Linked DNA regions of Sus scrofa: regions 2, 3 and 4 are each linked to region 1. The links are chromatin contacts, called in public HiChIP or PLAC-seq and promoter capture Hi-C maps. All regions are on one chromosome and are shown on one strand. The core of a region is the stretch at or near the end of the contact, and the rest is flanking DNA. Distances in the headings are between cores, read along the strand shown. Region 1 holds the start of CUX1 (protein CASP). Region 2 overlaps CUX1 (protein CASP). Region 3 overlaps CUX1 (protein CASP). Region 4 overlaps CUX1 (protein CASP).

Region 1 (3,829 bases), core at 421-2,920:
AGATGTGGCATTTCGTCGGGACAGGAATCGCCACGGGTGGCAATGCCGTTTCCCGCCAGGGGCCAGGCTCTGGGACGGGGCGTGGCCAGGCGCGGGGCGCGCGGGTGGGCACGTGCGCAGGGGCCCGAGGACGCGAGTGTCGGGGCTCCGCTGCCCTCTACCGGGCGCAGCGGTCCGAGCTGCAGCGCGGCCGCCGGCCGACGGCGCGCGCGGGCTCGGGCGCCCCACACCGAGGCCGCCTTCAGCGTCCCTGGGTCGGGAGTGCCCTTCCTGGCGCCGTGTCACTGCTTCTGGGACCAAGGCTCCCGGCGCCCGCGCGCTCCCACCCACCTGCTTCCTGCCCCTGCTGCGGGTCCCGGCTGCCGCCGGGACGCCCAGGGAACACCCCCACCCCTTCGGACCTAGGGAGGCGAGCGTTGTCGAAACCGAAGCGCCTGGTCGCCAGTGTGAGACCTAGGGGCACATGTGTTCTCCAATTCTTCGGGACTTTCATTTCTAGTCCCTTCAGTCAGAAATGCTGAATTTACAACGATCGGCGTTAAATCCTCCAACTCAGTTGAAAAGCAATTGTATACCCCCACGAACATGTTTTATTTTGTATTCCATACAGCTTTTATTGACATATAATTTTTAAGATTAAGGAATTTGGGGATTTGTTTTAACTAATTACACGGTAAATGAAGTTCGGGAGGATAAAAGTACGCTATTCCTACTGCAAACTCAAACTCACACGTGTGTATAATCAATTAAAAATGAGATCATAAAGTGTGTGCTTTTTGCCAGGTTTCTGCGAAGAAAGATCTCAAAAGAGAATTGACTTTGGGGTTTGTATTTTAGTATTTCTGCAAACTAGGGACCGTGCTTTTTGTTATAAGCGTACCCACACTTTCCAAGTTGGGCACCCAAATCGCTGTGTGTGAACTACAGGAAGTTTCTAGGGCTGTTCCGCTGAAGCGGTGCGGGGGGGATACAGAACTGGGCTCCAGGACTTTTCCTGTCCTGTCCTAAGCTGGCGCAAATCGAGCAGATAGGGGCCATTCAGACCCCCTGGCCGCCGGGGGTGCGGTGCGGCGCGGCGCGGGGACCGCGCGGCCACTGTGCGGAAAATTAACGTGTGCAGCGACACGGGGGTCAGGGCTGCGTTCCCCCGGCTCCAGTGCCCCCAACATGAAAGGCCGTTCCAGGCTGGCTCGGTCTCTGAGTCCGGCTGGGGCTCGGGGAGAGGGTGGGCGGCAGCGGCCGGCCAGCGCGCCTCGCACCCGCGCCGCAGCGGTGGGCCGGGTCTGTGCGGGGTCTGGGCTCGGGCAGGTGGTCGCGGCGGCTCCGCGCGCTCCGTGCCCCGCGGAAGAGCGGGCGAAAGCGGCGCGGCGCCGGCGCCCGCAGCCAACGGCCGCCCGCTCCCAGCCGAGGGCCGCCGGCGACCGCGACCCCCGGGCGCCCGAAAACCGCCCCAGGTGAGCCGGGCCCGGGGCCTCCCGCGGGGGCCCGGGGCGCCCCTCCCGCCGCCCTCCAGCGCCCCCTCGGGGCCGGGCCGGCAGCCGCCGCCCGCGCGGGCCGGGGGGCTCGGAGGGGCGGGGGTCGCGGGCCTGGCGGCGGGCGCCGGCGGGAGCGGGCAGGGGCCGCGCGCGGGAGGCCCGGCGGCGGCCGCCGCGCCCTCGGGCTCCGACTCCGGCTCCGGCTCGGGCTCGCCATGGCTGCGGCGGCGCCGTGAGGAGGAGTCCGCGTCCTCCGTGGCGGCGGCGGCGGCCGGCTCCAGGCCGGGTTTTGGCGCCGCCCGCCTGCTGCCTCCTGGCGGCTCCTGAACTCCAGCCCCCTCTCTATCAGCCTCTCACTCCGTCTCAATATGTCTCAAGATGGCGGCCAATGTGGGATCGATGTTTCAATATTGGAAGCGCTTTGATTTACAGCAGCTGCAGGTCAGGCTTCTCCTCGCTCGGCCTCTCGCCCGGGGGTGGGGGCTGCGGGCGGTCGCGGCCTCCCCCGGGGCCCCGGGCTGCCCGGCCGCCGGGGGGCCGCGGCGGCGGGGAGGAGGGGGGTGCCGGGGAAAGCGGGGCCGAGTCGGGGACAAGTCCCTCTCGCTCCCCGGCCCCCATTGATAACTCGCTTGATCGGAAATTGATCCTCTTTGTTCAATTCATCGATCAGCCCAAGATGGCGCCGGGAGCCGCCGCCGCCACCGCTGCCCCCGGTGTCGGCCCCCACCCCGGGCGCCCCCCCGGCCCTGCGCCGCCGCCGCCACCGCCGCCGCCGCCGCCGCGGGACCGGGGAGGGGGCGGCCCCGGCGGCCCGCGGGGTGCGCGCGCGAGCGGGGAGCGGGCTGCGGCGGGCGGCGGCGGCGGCGGGCGCTGCGCCGGGAGGGGGCTGCGGCCCGGCGGCGGCGCCCGGCCGCGCGCCCCGCGCCCCCGGCCCGCCGTATTCCCCGGGAAAGTTTGTGGGGAGTTGCTGTGGGGGTGAAGCGCCTGCCTCTCCAGGAGGAGCCGCCGCCGCCACTGCCGCCGGCGCGGCGGAGCTGGGGCTGGTGGCGCTGTGGTGCCGCCGGCTCGGGGGAGGGTCAGAGCGGCCACCGGCGGCGGCGGCGGCGGCGGCGCGGCCCGGCTCCGGCCAGGCGGGCGGGTGGCCGGGCGGGCGGGCGTCCGCGCTCCCCGGCCCCGGCCGGCCCGGGCCCGGGCCGCCGCCCCCGGCTGTCAGCCGGCCGGGACTGCGCCGCCGCTCCCGCGTGCGGCGTGGGGCTCCCAGCGCGGAGCCCGGGGTTTGTTTACGTCCGGGCGGGCGCCCCGGGGCCACCCGCAGACCCCGCAGCAGCCCCTATCTTTTGTGTGCCTGCAGGAGCGGCGCGGACCGGCCCTCCGGGGCCGGGTGCCCGGGTAGGGGTGCTTTGGGGAAACTTGCGGGGGGCGGCCGGCGCCCCGCGCGTGGATCCTGGGGGTCGGGGCGCCCCGCGGGCGGGGGTGCGTGTGCCAGAGGAGGGCTACAACTTTCCCCGAGTGGAGGCCCGGCTCTGCGCCCCGGCGCGCAGTCTATCTGGGCCGGGGGCGCTTGCTCCCCGCCGCCTCTCCGGGTGGTCCTCGCCTCGCGCCCGGGGGCTCCCGCGGCCCCCAGTGACCCACCCCCGTCTCTCCGATCGTCTCCTCCGGGGCCCTGCCCTCCCAGTAGGGTCCGCGGGCGCGATGGAGCGCGCGGCAGGTCCACTCCGAAATGCCTACTCCGATCCGGCTCGTGAAAGCAAAGCCCCGGGGGCCCCGGGGGCCCCGCTGGACTGTGGCGTGCGGGGCTGTGGTCCGAGCGCCGAGCCCCGGGCGCCGAGGGGGGCTCATGCTGGTGCTCCCCATCCGGCGCCCGAGCCGCTGCGGTGCCCAGGGGGCGCGTTCCTGCCTGCCATTCCTCATCCAGAGGAACGGCGCGCCCTCGGGGTCCGCCCGGGACCTGCCAGCTCCGCGCTCGCGGCGCCTGGACAGCCCCGGGACTCTGCCAGGTGGATGTTGTGCGTAGTCGAAGCCGAGTTGAAGGTGAGCGGCGTGTGGGCCAGAAGCTCCGGGAGCGCTGGCCGTGGGGGGTGGGGGTGGGCGTGGGGGGGATGTCTGTGGTTTCCAAGGGCCCAGGGCGGCCTGGCGCCCCAGAAGGGGCCCTCAGCGACCCCCAGGGACGGCTCTTGCTCCCAACTCTAAGGTGTGCTTGAAGGCACCCTTGGGCGAACTTTCCCAGCCAGGGGACTGGTGATAGTGGCCTACAGTACTTTGAGGAGCGAAGCAAATGAACTCCAGATGCGGGCTTGTATGAAATGAAGCGGGTTGGATTAAAACGTATATAAACGGAGGCTGACAACTTTAAT
Region 2 (3,829 bases), core at 929-3,428, 240 kb after region 1:
CCGCCCCTTTGCTCAAGTCAATCCCTCGGATCTGGTGAGCCTGTGACCACGTTACCTGCAAGTAGGAATTTGGGCTTGTTTTGTGACGGCTGGGCCATCTGAGCTTCGTCTTTCATTGCTGTTCTTAAAAGGCACCTCTCTCTTATGTCCCTGTGGCGAGCAGTGGGGACTCTTGGTGCGAGGGTCCCTCTGAGGCCCAGCGCTCGTGTACTTCCCCCATTTAAGTTCAGCTGTGACCTGGGTTTCAGGCTCTGTGTCACTGGAACCCTAACCTGTGTCGTATTCACCAAGCAGTGTCGTGTGTTTCTGAGCAGGATATCACTTCTGTGTATTGCTTTTCTTTCCATTTTTATACTACGCATTTTATAGATTTTTCTGGCCTCGTGATTTAAGACAAGTCGAAGCTTGTTGTTTTATGATTTACTGTGCCTCTCAGTACGACTTCTTTCTCTGTAATGTTATTTTGCTACATATAATATTGGCCAGTGTGGCTTCAAAACCTTACCGTAGCCTTTAAAGGAAAATCTAGTCCGTCTTTGCCTTTTTACGTGAAGGTGTGTTTCTGCTACATTTTGTTAGGTTTGGTTTTTTTGGGTTTGGGGTTTTTTTTTCAAATAGGTGTTTTCTTTTTATAGGTGAATTTGGCCTAGTTACATTTACCAATGTAACTCTTAACTCACATTTTTCTTTACGGTTGATACTCTTTTTTTTTTTTTTTTTATAATTTAGAATATCCCTGTCATAAGCTTTCTAATCTATTTAAGGAAGATGAACCACAAAGCTTAACTGACTCTCTGAATGTCCTTAGCCTTCCAGGCCAGCCCTGCTCCAGGTCCCGTCTTACTTCTGAAATTCAGTGTCAGGTGCAAAACCATGGAGCCCTCCTGAAACTTTGAAGAGCCATGTGCTTATTTTCGATTCTCTCACCCTGCTCTGCCGCTGTTCTGTTGCATGTCAAGCACAGCAGCGACATGTGACACAGTTATGCCTCCCGACATCCACCTCTGCCGCGAAACCCATCCTTTCTGAAATACGCTAACCTGTACGTTCCTCCTGGTGAACCCCTTAACGTTATTTGGGTTTTCCAAGGACCACCTCTGCCTTCCTTCACAAAGCAGCTGCCATTTAGCAAGATTATCAGTGAGTGAGAAGAAACCTTTATTCCCTGGCATACATACGGTAAATATTTTTCACACACTCGAGGCTTACTGGATAGATCCCAAGGTACAAACAAAGACAAATCTGTCCTTATCGTCAAATTGTTTAATTTTTCCTAAACTCAGAAATTTACTGCCTGCATCTCCCGGGCCCTCCCGTAAGGGTTAAACCCCTTACCCCGTCATTAGGAAAGTGACTGGATCCAATTTCCCGTCCAGAATCACAGCCACGCTGTCCATCAGGGGTCACAAGCGTAGCCGAGCTGTAAGGCAGTTATTTGCCGAATGTGTCTTCCTGACAGAGGGCCCCCGGGGTTCCATCAGCTGAAGTTTCCCAACCAACCATGAACGTATGAAGAAGGTTTGGCTGGTCCACTAAGAATCCCTTCCAAAATGAAGTCTCTAATGAAACCAGGAAGGCGGTTTGTTTAACTTCAAATTTGCATCACACCTCCCTCCCCAAAGTATTCCAGGCGGTTTTACTACAAGACACAGAATCAATGAGCCTCTTAGAGTGAAACCTGGGAGTTCGAGCAGAGCCTCGTGGGGAAGGTACTTTCGTAAGGCTTGGATTGGGATTTAAAAGCTCAGTGAGCGGCTCAGTAACCTGATGTGACGGCGGCATTCCCTGCCTAGGATTTTCAGAGTTCCTTATTAACGGTGACGCCCCGATGGACTGTTTGCTTGGCAACGAGGGAAAACTTTCTGTGGCAATTAACCTTTCTATTTTTTCCCTACCTCTAAGTATTGTGAACTTCCTTTGTGGTATTTTAGTGATCAGACAGGATGGAGGGTGTTCTTAAAGATTCATGGCCAAATCCGATGATGTCAGGACGAAGGGAAGGGACCGTCTTCGTGGGGCCAGCAAGTCTGGCCCCGTCTGAATTGTTTGTCTAACACTTCACCAGTAGAGGAGGAACCACTGAATTATTCATTTGCACGTTGCCCTAAAAAAGGCACTTAGGCTGCCGAAATGCAGACTCTCGGTGCCAGTGAGAGGAAGAGGAAGGATGCTGGCTTTCCTCGGAATGCGCTGCCGCCTTTGGCAGCCTGGGTCTCTAGTTTCACTTCCCAGCCCTGCGGGTAAAGGAAACAAGCCCCAGCTGCCTGAAGTGCAGGGCAGTTGCAAGGTGGGGGCTGTGGACAGATGCTGGGAGGGCCCCTGAAGCCACAGGTGAGCCAAGCATTGCAGTGACTGCGGAAGGACCAGGTGCAGGGGCGGTGGGGGGGAGTTCTGGCAGCAGCTTGTAGGACCAGCAGGAGCTGTGTAGCCAGGGAGGCCCCAGGGTGTGGGTGTGATCAGAGGAGAACAGCCCCGAGCCTCTTCTTGGGCCCAGGAAGTTGTCTGGGCCTTGGGCCTGGCGGAGGGAGGGGAAGGGAGCTGCGAGTAATAACTGGAACGCAACTGGAGGGCTTTTTTTATCCTTCGTTTCTAGCTTCTCTGCCACCAAACCTTTTCTAAACAGTTCCTACCAAGTAGTACTCAGGGCAGGAAGCGGGTAATTAGAATTCCTCACGTTCGGGAATCAGAGCAGGATTCTTACTTACCCTAGTCGGATGCTCCCTGTGGCCCCGACTCCCCCTGGCCTCAGGGCCCCCCTCCTCGCCCGCCCGGGAATCCGAGCAGGGCGGCCTTCTCCCGCCGCCTGCGGTTCCCGCTGGTGCCTGCGGGAGCGGTGAGGACAGCAGGTGCAGGCCCGGAAGCGGACGCACCTGCCGGCTGTAGGCAGGGCGTTTCCAGGTTAAGTCAACAGGGAGAAGGAACCATCTGAGAGGCGGTTCTGAAAGAGTGAAAGCTGTACGTGGACAAGCAGCGCTCCAGCCGCCGGAAAGGCCTCCTGACACGTTTCACCCTAAGGACGTGAAGGGGAGCCTGACAAATGTTTATACACGGCAGCCCTCCCAAGACGTTTCTCAGCGATCGGAAAGTACGGATGCAGCAGCCTGGGTCCACAGCCCTGCTGGCCGTGTGTGTCCTCTGCCCAAGATCCCGAAACCTCCGCCAGTTCCCGGGGGACAGGCACCCAGTGAACAGAGGGAGGCGGCCTCTGTTCCCTCCAGGGCCCATGCAGAGACACTCCCGAGAGCCGCTTTGGTGGTGGGATGAAGGGTGGGGCTCAGGTGTCCTCTCCAGAAGCCACTTCTTCTGTATCTAAGAATATTTATGTATGATTTTTCAATCACGTTCTTTCCGGGCGCTTTTTTTCCCTCCTCTTTGCTGAGTGAGTAAACAGATTCTGAGAGGTTAACTGACATGACAAAAATTAGCAGAGAACTGAGTCTCCGACGGACAGAGCTAGACTGCCCGCTCCTAATCTGTGTTCTTGCCCAGGGGCCCCCTGCAGCCTCCTCCCATGCATGGGCCTCCTTGTCACCGCTTTTCTGTGCGAGCCGTGGCGTGGCGGTTGTCATGCGTGCTGCCTTGAGGGTTGACAAGCGGTGACGGAGGGTCACAAAACGATTGAGGTGGTCTGTGCTTTTTATCACCCTATACTTCTTAAAAATTTTTTAGCCCAGCCAGGCCGTGCCTGGCCCGCCTGGCCCGCCTGGCCCCGTCCCCAGCCCCATTTTATTCTGAGGCATCTAGAACCCTTTCTTTTCATCTCTAAATGGTTTAGCATGTAAAGCCTCACATTAAGGACTCTCTTTTTTTTTTTGCTTTGCTTTTCAGG
Region 3 (3,829 bases), core at 672-3,171, 170 kb after region 1:
CCAAAATTCAAAAGTCAAAATGGGCACGTAAATGGGCACAACCTGTCTGAACACCGATCTGGCACCAGATTCTAGAGCTGAAGAAGCACCTAGACTTTGACCCGGCAGCTCTGCTCCCGGGAATGTGTCCTGTCAACTTTGCCACGGGCCCCGGACACAAGCTCCTTCCCCATCTGAGATCCCCTCCTCCCCCGGCCTTGACCTTCTCAGGAATAACTCCCTGGTCCGCCCGGTTGCCTCAGCGGGGAATTGCAGACACCTCCCCTCTCCGCGGTGCCCCACCCCTCCAGCCTTCCTCCAAAGGACACCCCAGATCTGCTGATTCTCTCCGTTGCCAGAACCCACCCGCTCACCCACAGCCACGTTGTGTGTCACTGAGACAGTGGCAGTGGTTCCCTAACTGGTCCCCTTGTCCCTTCTTCCCTAGTCCACCCCGCCTCTTCTCAGTGCCACCGCCAGGATCCCATCACTGCCTTGCTCACCAGGCCTTCAGGATGCCCTTGCCTGGCCGCTGCCCGCCTCCCAGCCCCGCCTGGCCCCCTCCTGCTGGTCCTTCAGGGCTCCCTCAGACCATCGGTCCCAACCGAGGCCCTCTTCCCATGTCTCCCATAGCACGTTGTGCTCCAGTTACACATCCGCCACCCTCTTTAGATTTTCCGTCCGCCCCCGCCCCCGTGTCCCTGGTACCTGGCCCTAGTGAGCATGCGGAAGGTGCCCATTGGGTGGGTGGAGGCAGCATCCTCATTTCACAGAGCGGGCAGGGAACCCACCCCTGGTCATGCAGGTGATGGTGGCGGGACTGGGCTGTCTGGCTTCCCAGCCCATGCTCCCTGGTGCTGGAGCTCGGGGAGTGGGGATATCAGGCGACCTCCCCAGCTTGGCCAAGGTCAGTGGCTGTCCATTTAGTGTCCATTGCTTGGCAAGCCCAGCTGCAGGCCCCTCCTCTGCTGGCCAGCCCCTCCTGGATCACCGCTGGAGCCTCATGCCTGGTCTCCATGCTCGTAAATATCCACAGTTATGTGCAGACCTGATCTGCACCCCTTGGAGGAGTGGGGTGCGTGTTAACTGTGGGCTGTGACGTCATCACAGTATCACCTGCTGACACAGCCTGCAGGAGGGACCCGTCACTTGGAACTTCCTTTGTCCTGAAGGCCCACTGTATACATAACACACCAGTCATGTTGAGAGCCCAGGTCCGGCTGTGTGAAACCCCACAGGCTCTGGCCTCTGATGCTGGGTTTTACTCTGATATCCTTTCACTATTTCATTCGGTAAACCCCCCTCTAGAGCCGACTGTGTGCAGCTCTGGGCCAGATAGGAGCTCAGGATGCAGCCTCGGGTACAGGCGCCAGGTGCGTGTATTCTAGAGGAGGGACACAGGAGCCACGTCGGGCGGTGACGAGCACTGGGAGGAAAGTGATGGGGATGGAGAAGAGCGGGAGGGACGGGTGGCTCCTCCAGAGACACTGGTCATGGCGGTGACGTTTGGCGTGAGACCTGAGTGATGAGAGGGGCCAGCCAAGCAGGGAGCCGGGAGAGCGTCGGGCAGAGCAGGGCACGTGCTAAGGCTCCGAGGAGGAGGGTGCTGGGGATGACCGGGGGCCACCCGGGAGCAGGGGGGGCAGGGGGGTCTCGTGGAGCATGTGGGAAGCTGCCTTGAAAGGCCCTCACCCACAGGAGACGTCGGAGTGCGGAGCAAAGCAGAGGACAGCGCACACACTTGCAGGGCCGCCTGACGTTGTAATCAAATAATAGATGGACTGGATTAAGTTGGCTAAATATGCCACGAACTAGTTAAAAGTGACTGAGAGTTTCGAGGGTGCCCCATGGCCCCGGTCTGCTGCGCGGTAACATATGTAAGCGTTCAGATCTAAAGGCCATGGCTAAATAAAGCCAGGGTGTCTGAGTGCTTCCTCCCAGAAACGTTTCGCAGGGAGCCAGAGGCACTGGGCGCCGGCCCAGGTGCTGCCACTCACTCTCCTGTGACCTCGGCGGCTCCCTGCCCTCTTTCTGTCTGACTCTGCTCAGCTGTAAAGTGCAGGGGTGAGCGAGAGAGTCAGCAGGGACCCCCGGAGCTCTGACGTCCAGTGTGACTCCGTGGCCTAACATGTGGGGTGTCAGCAGCAGAACAGAAGAGGGGACGTTTTCCAGCAATTGGAGCTGCTCAGCAATGGAATGAGCTGCCATCCAAGGTAGTGAGTTTCCCGTGACTGGGAGTATTCAAACAAAGGCCAGAGGACCGCCTGTTAGGGATATTGTCAGCTCTTACCCATGTTCTGAGGCCCAGCCCACATGCCCAGGGTCCGAGTCATCACACAACACCCCCCACCAGAAACAAAGCTCTCCCCTCCTCGTCTCTGCTGAGGCTTCATTTTTACCTGCCTTGTGATTTTGAGCCTGAAGACATCCTGCCTTTGTTTTTTAGCTGTTGGAACATAGTTGAACTGGCGCTATACTAATGTGCTTCGGGAATCTAGAGGGTAGGAACTGTGTGTCACACACATACACGCGCGTGCACGCACCCACTCCTATTTATGCCCCATCCAGCCTGTACTTAGCAAGTTCTGCTCCACAGCAGGACGGTCTTCGAGAAGGTAGGACCAGACCGATGCTCGTGAAGCTGGCCCTCGGCTAGCCCCACTGGCTGCCTGAGAATTACCCACGTTTGCAAGCTCCCCGGGCGCCTCCCTCCAGAGTTTGGACTCAGCAGTCTGGGGGGCAGCACCGAAGCATCTGTCATTCGACAAGGTCCCCCTCTGATTATCACGCATGGCTGCTTGCACCACCTCCTGGCTAGGTTCCCTCCAAGGACAGTTCCTCTAGGGCAAGTTCTGGGCACCTTAGAGCAGCGTGTGAGGGGCTCTGTGATGTAGCTTTAACACGTATTTCCAGGCGTTGTGTCCTTGGCTTCTGCTTCGGCCACACTGGTCTATTTGCTGTCCCCGAACAGGCCTCGTGGTTTCCTCTTCTGCCGTGTTCCTACAGTCACAGCCTCCGTTGTTATAACCTCTTGCTCTTCCTCACCTATAAAAATCATTTCCATCCTGTAAGACCCGAGTCAACGCCTGCCTCCTTCGTTCCTCTGCCAGACTGGCTCAGCCTGTTGCTAACTTTTTCCTGTCAGGGGCCTGCATCTTCTCCTCGACGGTGTGTCTCCCTCTGCCAGGCCGAGCTGGTCTCTCTCTCACCTTCTCCCCGTTGACCAGGACTCACCGGAAGTTTCCTGGTGGTCTTGTGGTTGCAACTTGGCGCTTTCACCACAGCAGCCCAGGTTCAAGCCCTGGTCTGGGAATTGAGATCCCTCATCAGGCTGTTGCATGCCAGGCTCAAAAAACCAAAAAGCAAGGACTCGCTGAGTCCTGTGTTGAAGGCTCTGCACCAGGTTCCTAATGACCCATAAGAGAAAGGAGTCTGGGAGTTTCTGAAGTGACTCAGCGGTAATGAACACGACTGGTATCCATGAGGACGCGGGTTTGATCCTTGGCCTGCTCAATGGGATAAGGATCTGGCGTTGCCACAAGCTGTGGCGTAGGTCACAGATGCAGCTCAGATCTGGTGTGGCTGTGGCTGTGGCTGTGGCATAGGCCACAGCTGCAGCTCCACTTTGACCCCTAGCCTGGGAACTTCCATATGCCCTAGGTACAGCTCTAAAAAACAACAAAAAATTTTTTCTTAATTTTTTTTTAATTTTAAGAAAGAATAGAAAAATAAATCAGCCTCTTCTCCTGGGGGAACAGAGGCATCTGTGAGCTTGTGGCCCAGGGTCCCTGGCAGGTGAGTGCAAGGCGCTGGGCACCGTGAGGACCCCAGCAGGCTCTGGCTGGAGGTC
Region 4 (3,829 bases), core at 426-2,925, 140 kb after region 1:
GTGGGGTCAGTCTTAAGCCCTGACTTTTGACCCCTCTGTTCTCTCTGAGGTTATATCCTCGCCGAGGCCTTAGGTTTTCCCCAGGCCTCCTGCTGTCACCCTTTACTGTCCTCTGCCCCTCTCCTGGCACGTGGACCCGCTCAGGGCTCTGGCCTCAGGCCCTCACCCCCACCCCACTCCCAGCTCCCAGAGTCTCATTTTCCCAGACCCAGCTTTTCTCCCGGGCCGTCTGCTGGCCCCTAGGGTTGTCAGAGGCAGGTTTCTCGGGGTCTTTGTGCTCCAGGCCTGCTTCCCTCCTGGGCCCCTCACACCTGCTGGAACCTTCGCGCTGACTTCATCCCTGCCACCTCTGTCCCCGCACCACCGCCCTCGTTCGTCCTCTCCCCCCGTCCCTGCCACCCCACTTCTGGTTTTACCACCTTTGCCTAGAATTTATTGCCGCATCGCTGTCCTCATCGCCAGGCTGTCCCCCTCGGGCTCGTCCTGTAAACGCTCCCCGGCTGACCTTCCGGAGCAGACCCTGATCTGAGCCCTGTGTCCTTTGCCGCGGGCGGTGGCTTCTGGCCCCTTAGGCCACACTGCGTTCCCGTGTGGCTCCCTGGCCCGGGTGCCCACCCGGCTCGCCCCCGTCCGTTTTTCCTCACGCAGACCTTTGCTTGTCGGCCTCTTTCTCCAAAGCCTCGCTCCCGTCACCCCTCCTTCCGTGTCCCTCCTCCTAGCTCCGTGTCCCTCCTCCCAGCATCCTTCCCTGACCCAGTGACAAGGCCTCTCCCTCGGGCCTCGGCCGTACTCGACTGCCCCCTGCGCCCCCCATCATTGCGTGCACACGCACCTGCTTCCCGAGGGTGGGGTGGCCTTTTTTAGGGCCGCTGCGCCCGATTCTCCCGTCCAGCTCGGCCCGTGTCTCCACCCCCAGTGTGACAGACACACGCACTTAGTAGGAACTTCACATTTAGCAAAGATCAAGCTGCACATTTGAGGCGAACAGAATCGTTTTTCAAGGTGTAGTTACGGGGACCCCCCAGCTCTGCCCAGGCAGGCCTGCTGCAGGCTGTCTGCCCCCGGTGGGCACGGGTCCCACGCAGCCCGTCAGAAACACTGCGCTTCTTGATCACTCTCTGCAGCTCATCGCGGGCCGGGACTGAGGTCAGGGTTCCAGACGTCGCGGGAGAGGCCACAGGCGGGGAACCCCTGGCCCCACGTGCTCCAGCAGATCCGGCGACTGCCTGGGAGGTAGCACCCAGGCTGGGCCCGCCACGTGTGGCGGCTTCGGGTGAAATATAGCTTCGGAGACAGCCCGGCGCAGCTGCTGTGGCGCCAGCCGGCCCCGAGTCTGCCTGCAGCCAAATGGCCTCGGGGAAGCACAGCCGCTCCGGGCCCCAGATTTCCTATTTACACCCCAGGATGATCCCACAGCCCTGAAGGGCTGTTCCAATGCAGATGGGAGCTCACCCCGGCCAGTGCCTGCCACCGTGCTGGCCATGTGAGCGGTGGTACCTGAGGCCACCTGGGGGGCTGCGGCCAGGTGTCACCCATCACCCTAAAGTGCCTGCTGCAGAAAGGCTGTGCCGGCACAGACCAGGGAGCCGAGCGTTGCTCCATCAGTGAAATGATTCCAGTGAGTCAGGGCCGAGGCCTCCGCCCTCTGCCCTCTGCCCCTTCTCTCTTGCCGCGGGTCGTTCTGCTTCCTCACCCCCGAGTGGGGGGCACAGTTCAGCCAGCCTTTTTGGACTTTATCTCTACTGTGTGTTTCTGTAAATTTAAACTTTCTCAGTTGGGTAAAAGCTTTAGAATTACTCAGATTCCTTTTGTATTGCATAACGTTCTTGCCATTTAAAAGATTAGCAGGCATACTTTCAGTGAGCCTTGGTGAATGGCATGCCTCACTTAGCTTAATCTCTCTTCAGTACATGTTAAAACATATAAAGAGAGCGGCTCCAGCACACACGGGGAGCTTGGAAACGAAAGATTGCTCTGATCCCGACTTGGAGAACAGTGCACCTCTTACAAAAACAAAATGCAGTGAAGGGCCTCCGCTGCCGCCAGCACCGGACGCCCGGATACGGAGGTGCCAGGAGCCCTCGGGACGGACATGGGGAGTCAAGTCCATGTCCTCTGGGGGAGGAGGGCAGGCGCGTTCAGGGCAGCACTGGAGGAAACCGGCCTTCCCTGGCCGCACACCCGGAGGCACAGATCACTGTGGAAATTTCTGTTTGGGAAAGCCCTCCGCCACGCCCTGCATGAGACGCCAGGAGCTGCATTTGGCAGCTCAGGGGCACCGAGGAGGGCAGAGCTTGAGAGCACAGGGGTTCGAGAGAGCAGCCTGGCTGCCCCCCAGTCAGCAGCATGGAGGGAATGCCCAGTGAATGCCAGGCTCCAGGCGGGTACCCGGGAAGGAATGGCAATCTTGCTGTCCATCAGGTTGGACCACCTGGAGCAAAGTGCACTTCACAGACCTCGTAGGTAACCGACATAGAGGTTACGGGGCTCTGCACATCACGCATGTAGCCGGGGTCAAGGTCGTGATTGACGTTGCCGCTGTCATGGGAACGGCCACATTCAGTACCTACCGAATGAACCTACTGGGTTCCTTCATTCAGAAAATGTTTCCTAGGCCAGACATTATTCTCAGGAGGCTGGTGACATCCCTCCCACCTCACCGGGGGGCAACCTGAGGTTTGGAGAAGCGCAGGTTGAGTAGGCAGCCTGATTCACTCAGCTGTTCAGGGGCAGAGCTAAGATTCCAGCCCAGGCCAAGTTGAGTTCTTTCTGTAAGGATGACTCTGCAGACGTGTTTGTATAAGAAAGGGAGTTCCACGGAGGGACTGAACCGTGCACCATACTTCTTGGATCAAATCTGTATTCAGGTGATAGGGCACTGGGCGTCCGTGATTTATAAGCCACACCCACGGAGGGCGTGGCCTGGAACAGCAAGGGGACAGGTGGCGATGGGCTGGTTAGTTTGTGGACGTGTGTGTGTGTGTGTACACACACCTCATGTGTGTGCACATTTACGTGAAAAGAGTGTCCAGAAAAGGCTGTGGCAAAGCTCTGGTGGCACTGGGCGGTTTTGTGTGTGGGTCCCCGTGGCTTTGCCACCCCGAGGACTGTTCCAGAAGGTGCCAGTCAGTCCCTCTGTGTTTATGATGGTCGGTCAAGGCATGAACTACATTTTCACTTACTGAACTCTGTTTCTGTAACCCTCCAAAGGATGTTTCGTCTGGACGAAGCCCTCTGTGGGGGAGCCGTTTACACCAGATGCATGGTGCCGTCTGTTCTCACGGCGTCCTTGCTGCGTGGGGTGGGGAGCTCGGAAAGAGGCTCCTGTTACCAAAAAGAATCCCAAGGGGGGCCTCAGAGTGCTGGGAGGTGGGGTGTGACATGCGGGGGACGTTCGGAGGAGGGTACATTCTGATTTCATGACCCTCTATCTGGCAGAAGCCACTGAACTCTTTCCCCAAGACCACCGGAAAGAAATGGCTTTCTGGAAAGGTCGGACGCTTTCCGAGGGTGACGCCGATAGTTGGGAGTCAAGAGGTGGTGATAGGGTGGTTAGTTTGTGGATGAGTGTGTGTGTGTGTGTGTGTGTGTGTGTACACACCTGTATGCGTGCACATCTACGCGGAAAGGGTGTCCAGAAGAGGCTGTGGTGACGCGACGCGCTGAGGTGCTCTGCCAGTTCCTGTTAAGCCCGTCTGGGAGGGAGCTGCCAGGTGCAGCTGGGACCCAGTCAGGGCAGGACACTGGGTTATGCTTCCTCACTCAAGGAGGGAGGGTTTTTTTAGTATTCTTTTTGCCCAGACACTTGAATCTGCACAGTGTATTTTGT

The links. Promoter capture Hi-C pulls out the DNA fragments that hold promoters and counts their contacts. HiChIP or PLAC-seq counts read pairs in DNA pulled down with a chosen protein or histone mark.
Region 2: a contact with region 1 is called in a promoter capture Hi-C map of liver, with 2.0 times the contacts expected there. The contact joins the enhancer-like site here to the promoter of CUX1 in region 1. A contact is called at or near these places in 2 of 5 promoter capture datasets (fetal liver and liver), 11 of 47 Hi-C or Micro-C datasets (embryonic fibroblasts, fetal liver, fetal skeletal muscle and 6 more) and 2 of 2 datasets of contacts at active chromatin or transcription factors (alveolar macrophages and skeletal muscle).
Region 3: an H3K27ac HiChIP or PLAC-seq map of skeletal muscle shows a contact between it and region 1. The contact joins the enhancer-like site here to the promoter of CUX1 in region 1. A contact is called at or near these places in 5 of 47 Hi-C or Micro-C datasets (embryonic fibroblasts, heart right ventricle, liver and 2 more) and 1 of 2 datasets of contacts at active chromatin or transcription factors (skeletal muscle).
Region 4: a contact with region 1 is called in a promoter capture Hi-C map of fetal liver, with 2.4 times the contacts expected there. The contact joins the enhancer-like site here to the promoter of CUX1 in region 1. A contact is called at or near these places in 3 of 5 promoter capture datasets (fetal liver, fetal skeletal muscle and liver), 3 of 47 Hi-C or Micro-C datasets (embryonic fibroblasts, fetal liver and heart right ventricle) and 2 of 2 datasets of contacts at active chromatin or transcription factors (alveolar macrophages and skeletal muscle).

The regions. Positions count from the first base shown.
Region 1 is chr3:9,315,475-9,319,303 of Sscrofa11.1, forward strand. It overlaps CUX1 (protein CASP), which reads left to right and starts at 1,671. Exons shown (of 23, transcript XM_021086269.1): 1 at 1,671-1,916. The coding sequence starts at 1,854.
Region 2 is chr3:9,557,538-9,561,366 of Sscrofa11.1, forward strand. All of the region lies in intron 8 of CUX1 (protein CASP), which reads left to right. It overlaps LOC110259890 (a long non-coding RNA gene), which reads right to left. Exons shown (of 2, transcript XR_002342308.1): 2 at 681-3,829. Among named protein-coding and RNA genes, the nearest start is that of SH2B2, 110 kb to the right of the region's middle. Within about 2 kb of position 2,179, at least 16 of the 83 cell types and tissues checked have an H3K27ac peak or open chromatin away from gene starts, as enhancers often do. A contact at or near this core is called in alveolar macrophages and liver, where this site is marked.
Region 3 is chr3:9,488,085-9,491,913 of Sscrofa11.1, forward strand. The region is part of intron 3 of CUX1 (protein CASP); the gene reads left to right. Among named protein-coding and RNA genes, the nearest start is that of CUX1, 170 kb to the left of the region's middle. Within about 2 kb of position 1,922, at least 6 of the 83 cell types and tissues checked have an H3K27ac peak or open chromatin away from gene starts, as enhancers often do. A contact at or near this core is called in skeletal muscle, where this site is marked.
Region 4 is chr3:9,459,691-9,463,519 of Sscrofa11.1, forward strand. The region is part of intron 2 of CUX1 (protein CASP); the gene reads left to right. Among named protein-coding and RNA genes, the nearest start is that of CUX1, 140 kb to the left of the region's middle. Within about 2 kb of position 1,676, at least 17 of the 83 cell types and tissues checked have an H3K27ac peak or open chromatin away from gene starts, as enhancers often do. A contact at or near this core is called in fetal liver, fetal skeletal muscle and skeletal muscle, where this site is marked.